Regions from separate parts of the Bicyclus anynana genome. Here region 1 is linked to region 2. The links are chromatin contacts, called in public Hi-C maps. All regions are on one chromosome and are shown on one strand. Each heading gives the region's core, a stretch centred on a gene start, on an enhancer-like site or on the middle of the called end of the contact. The rest is flanking DNA. Distances are from core to core; before and after follow the strand shown. Region 1 overlaps LOC112046846 (klarsicht protein). Region 2 overlaps LOC112046846 (klarsicht protein).

The links. Hi-C and Micro-C count contacts between places; a contact is called where the count stands out from the background.
Region 1: a Hi-C map of whole larva shows a contact between it and region 2, with 2.6 times the contacts expected there. The contact joins two enhancer-like sites. A contact is called at or near these places in 2 of 2 Hi-C or Micro-C datasets (whole body and whole larva).

What each region holds. Positions count from the first base shown.
Region 1 is chr22:4,725,209-4,727,922 of ilBicAnyn1.1, forward strand. All of the region lies in intron 9 of LOC112046846 (klarsicht protein), which reads right to left. Among protein-coding and RNA genes, the nearest start is that of LOC112046865, 83 kb to the left of the region's middle. Within about 2 kb of position 1,308, at least 8 of the 8 cell types and tissues checked have open chromatin away from gene starts, as enhancers often do.
Region 2 is chr22:4,638,264-4,641,004 of ilBicAnyn1.1, forward strand. The region is part of intron 9 of LOC112046846 (klarsicht protein); the gene reads right to left. Among protein-coding and RNA genes, the nearest start is that of LOC112046865, 3.6 kb to the right of the region's middle. Within about 2 kb of position 1,473, at least 5 of the 8 cell types and tissues checked have open chromatin away from gene starts, as enhancers often do.

The DNA of each region.
Region 1 (2,714 bases), core at 58-2,557, 87 kb after region 2:
AAAAAACTTGTTAGGATTCATCGGTCCCATGCCGGTTCGATATTATAAACCATTCCCTACCCATAAAGTATTTTTATAGGCAGGGTTTGTAGCATTCAACTGTATACGGGTGCCTTGTCCACTCAACCATTTCAATAATACTTTGAAAACAAAAACCTTTTCTTACATCTGAATAATATTTCTAAAACAAAACTATATTTAGTTTACGCTATGGCGAATTCACAAGGGAACAGTCAGGCAGGTATAATTAGGCAAATGTATTAAAAATGCTTATTCTGTTTGAAACACGCCAGTAGGTTTTTTTTTATTAATCCTTTAAGTAGGTAGTTGACTCATATAACGAAATTAAATCGCATCAAGGTTCTTTGTTTCTAATGTTATTATTTAATTTATAATTATACACTGTCTACAACGAGAAGTTAACGAGCTTAATAACATGGCAATCTTACGATTTCTTTTGATTCTACAAGAAGTAACCGTAAGACGGTTCTAGTTATTAAAGGAGTAATCTAAATAATACAAGTATTGAAATTATTATCAACAAACAAATCATGAATACAAAATTTCTAGAATAAGAAATATTTTATTCTAAAAGTAGTGGATACCTATTAAACTGTTTTAGTTATAAAAAGGAGCAATTAAAATAATACAAGCAATGAAATTATTACAAAATACTGAATACAAAATTTATAGAACGAAGACTCCGAAATAACGAATTTTAAATTATGTATCGGTATCACCACCGTGACGATAATAGAAAAACACATAAAAACGCTTCAATCTCAACACCCAAAAATTGGGTAATTTGAAACATGATTGCAAGTTTTCGTTAGATAACAGAATTCGTGCTGATGCCGGGTAAAAAAGTTGGCAATGGAGTCACGTTTATGAAATGAAACCAAGCGTGCAACAAGTGGCGAGAAAACAAGCAGCTTCTCTTGGAATCGATTCAACGAGATACTTGTAGACGGACTTCGATCACCTATCTGATTTATTTGCACCCATGTATGGTGTCTCAGTTGTAATAAAACGGTCCTGAACCAATTAGAAGAAGCTTAGTTACTCGAGTGGCGCCAGGAGCAAGCACTTCGTCGAGAAATGTCTAACAAAAAGTGGCAGCAAGTCAACAACTAGGGTTGGCTGTAGCCTGTAACGTAACAAAACACTAATTAGGTGTAATTACGTTTTCAACTACTAAGAGTTATTAATAGCATGGAAACCCGCACATCGTGTTGATTTGACAGGCTTGAAATCGTAATTTAATTTACAACAGTCTACCGACCGACTCAAGGTGCACGAAGGATTTGATTAACCTCGCATCTGAAAGTTGCTGACTGCAATAATGATAAGCCGTCAAGGTGAATCAGTACTGCAACTCGTTAGCCATTTGAAAAAGCATAAAAACATATGAGAAATTACACTTGAATACTCGCACATATATAAGTATGTGTAGTAGAATCGACATTGAACTACTTAAATGACGTGTAAAATAAGAACTACAGGCGAATGTAAATTTAAATGAAATCCTGGAAGACGCTTCAGATTTTGTTTATAAGGAAGGCACCCGCATACACGCTCAGGATAACCACAAACGAATGACCGCACTCGCAAACTGGTTTCCGTGCACTATTATTATTAAGGGCTCGTGCCAATAGACGGGGCGATGCGAGCACCGGCACAAATCTCCAAACAAAGCAAAAGAATAAGAAAGAACATAAAGAGCAGTTAATCGCAACACAATATACCGAAAGGACAAATGCAAGATGCTCCGAAAAATTCACACACTGTTAATCTTCATCGACGATAAAATCAATTGTCATTCGCTCCATGCACATAAGACACATCCAGTAATAAGGCACTGTTTTTGTTTTAAAACTAAATATGGAAATAGTTTGTTAGGAGTTAAAATAAATTCACGAATTGAGCGCAACGGACTGTCTGCTTGAGTCGGCCATGCGCGGAGCCGGCGACTTGCAAACTGTTCCGTTTCATTTCGAACCGAACATCAACGGCCACGCGGGCGCCCTACCTTTCCATCTCCCTCACCAGACGAAAATATACAGCGTGTGAAGGGGACGGCAGCTATGTACGCACCGTGGTCGTGTTATCGCAGGATAAAGTTTACAGCGACGTGAATAGTTTCCTAACACAAGTCAGAGTGAAACGGAACGATGTTTTTTAAGCAGTTAGCAAAACTTTTTAATATGTTGATTATCTGACTGAAACTTTGGTCTTTGACTAAGTTTCGGATTTCTATTTTCGATATCGATACTCACCCCGAACCATATAAATGCCACATGACGACATTTATGTTTGGCCGCAATGCTGACTTTGTTCGACTGAAGATTCTCAGAAGCCGGTTCAAAATAACTGCAGCCAGGAGATCATAATGTAATTATAAATATTTTATAGATCAAGGTCACTGTAAGGATTATAGTAATGGTAGAAGATCTGAATATAACAGACCTTCACCGACCTGACAACCGGATAAAAAGTTCTTATAGATATCAAATTAAATATATCGCCTAAAAAACTGCAGTCAGGGATATGATTATAATGATGTCTGGAATACAGGACTGATTTATTATAAGTAGAAATCAAAAATACCATTATCGGCCTATAGAATAACATTTAAAAATCTAAAGCAACCGCAACTAAACTATTCATTTTTCATCAAAACTCAAACTATCCGCTATCATCCATCATCTACTTAT
Region 2 (2,741 bases), core at 223-2,722:
ATAGCACCTCAAAGATGTAAAAAGAAAAGGATAGAATCTCATAATATGTAGATAAAATTAAAGATTATGAAAAATAAATTACATATAAGGATTGATTGTTTAAATACAATTATAAGATAAATGGTAAACCAAATAAATTAAGAGCAAAAACTTGACATGTACATCGTGACTGATTGACTAGTGATTGAGACTACCATAAAGGTTAGTATGGCAAACAACTGCGTCTTAACGAAGCCTAACAAAAACTCCGAAGATGTTATTTAGCACAAGCAGTCATGACATAGTCCCCGTGTAATTGGACGTATTTTTTAAACAAAAGAACAATGATATTTCATAATTTTTAATGTGAATTAGTAAATTAAGTTTTCAAATGTTATGTTTACTATAAAAAAAGTAGCATGCGCTAAGGCTTCAGGTTTACATTTCATCATTTTTTTCAGTGGTAAATAGAAGCACTCTACACTTTGTCAAGTCAAAAAATGTGTTAGCAATAAATATTGTATTGGCAACATCTACTGATGAAGTTCCAATTTCAGAGTGAAATCTATGTAGACGAGCTTTGTCCGATCTGGGTGGTGTTACTGCTTAAATTCATAGTTTTTTCGCGAGAAATAGCAAAACAAATCAACTTATTAAGTCTTTTGTTGAAGATTATACCTAAGTTTTGAAAATTTGGCCTTATAATAAATCAGTGCGAAATATGCATCGTGACCGGTTATGGGAAACTGATTGCGATTCCCATAAACGTGAGGTGAGGTTGAACGACAACAGACACTTGATGAGGTGAGCAACAAAAACTGGGAACTCTTTACGAGTAGGTATACACTTAAGGCAGTTGATGAAGCTATTCGTCAAGTTTACAGAAACATGAATGCTCGTTTAAGAAGACGACTGAATACCATAGAAGATAATTAAGATACTAATAATTTATAAAGTTATCAAAAGGAAAAGGTGCTTTGAGAAAGTTAAATAAATGCGAAAATTTAAGGCGCTAATCTATTTATTAAATCTAGTCTACCTAACTGAAGATGTGTTAAATGTGTGTGATTATTGCTTAATGACTTTTATTACTATTAGAATAAGAAATAGGATCAGAATAGCCTATTATTACAATTACCTCATTTACTAATTCACGCAAGATATCACAATAATATAGTTTAAAGAAATGGACAAAGGATAATTTTAGAGATCTAAAATCTAAGTATTTGAACACGAGTAATTTACATATCAATTCAAACAAACATGTAGTGATAGTACTGCAATGTCAAATACATTTTTATACTTGAATAGTAATTACATTGTGCATACAAGGTCGAAGAATCGTAAATGTACGTAGGTATTTTAAAACTGGTCTTTGTTAGCAAATTGAGGAAGCCAACCGAATAAAAAACGACTTCTCGCTACTCCACAGGTCGAAATTATTTAGAATACTTTGTAATTGGTTCAGCCAAGGCTGGCCGTTCTACCGCGGTGGTTCTAAATTGCACAGTTTAGGATAGCTTTGCGTTCAACCACCTTTATCTATGTTTACAACAAGGTCGGGTGACACCATTTGTAACTCCAGAACATTTAAAAGCTAGAGAGAGCTAGATCAAAATGATGTACAAAGTATGTGATTATAGTTTATAATAGAACACTAGCTACTTTTGATTTTGATATTTTTACAGAAACGGGATCTACGTTGGAAAAGAGCTTGATACGATTAGTAAAGACACAAAATTTATTTTTCTTTCGTACATATAGACGACGTTCAATTATTCGTATTCTGTTCCTAATATTTTTATGTAATCATGCGTTGTCATAGTATCACCAAGAAAAGCAGAAGGGAGAACTTGAGGTCATTCCGCATACCTATTCATTTTAATCTGTTGTCCCAGTAGCTTTACCTGCATTTTTGCGTATTTCTTGTACTATTTCATGAACATTTCAACACTCGCATTTGCCTGGCTTCTTTTATTAGTATCTATTACACACATTAGTTCTAACATCACTCACACAATTTTTGAAGATAGATTATGCACAAAATTAGATGTACTCGACGACTCAAAGTAAGAAATCCGAAAATAAATCAATCTCCGTAATCCGCTATTGATTAATATAGATCATTTTACAAGATGTTCGTAGCTCCACACCGCATGTGTTCGTGTCATGACCGACTTGCTCGGTCCCTATTTGGCCGGACCGGTGCCGCTTTCGTCTCATTTAGGGCCGGAATAATATAACATTAAACGGTTTATGCGACATTTGGATTACGCTCGTGGTAATTTATTGATCTGCGATCGTAGTATGACAGATATAGACGTGCCTTAAATTTAATAATGGTATTAGTTAGATTTACAGCTAGCCACTAGCTGTCTCGTTGATTTAGACTCATACCCAAACTATAAATTCGATTAAATTCAAGTTTACCTAAATTATAATGATAATGAGTATTTTAGTTTAGACGACAGGATAAAACGACGGATTGGTGTCTGACCAACTGACAGAAGACATGAACACAGATTTTTACACGCTAGTGAGGATGTTCATCGACAAAAGCCGGTAAAAAACCCGTTGAAGGTGCCGACCTTACCTAGACTTCAGAAATTAAGGAACGATCGCAGAGAGAAAGAGCGAGACAAAGAATGATAATTTTAACGCGCTAATATTCAAGTCCCGGTTTGAAGATAAACTATTTGTAGGATTATAGCGGTTACAGATAATCTAACATTGTTGCTGAAAGCTCACCGATATGAAATAAC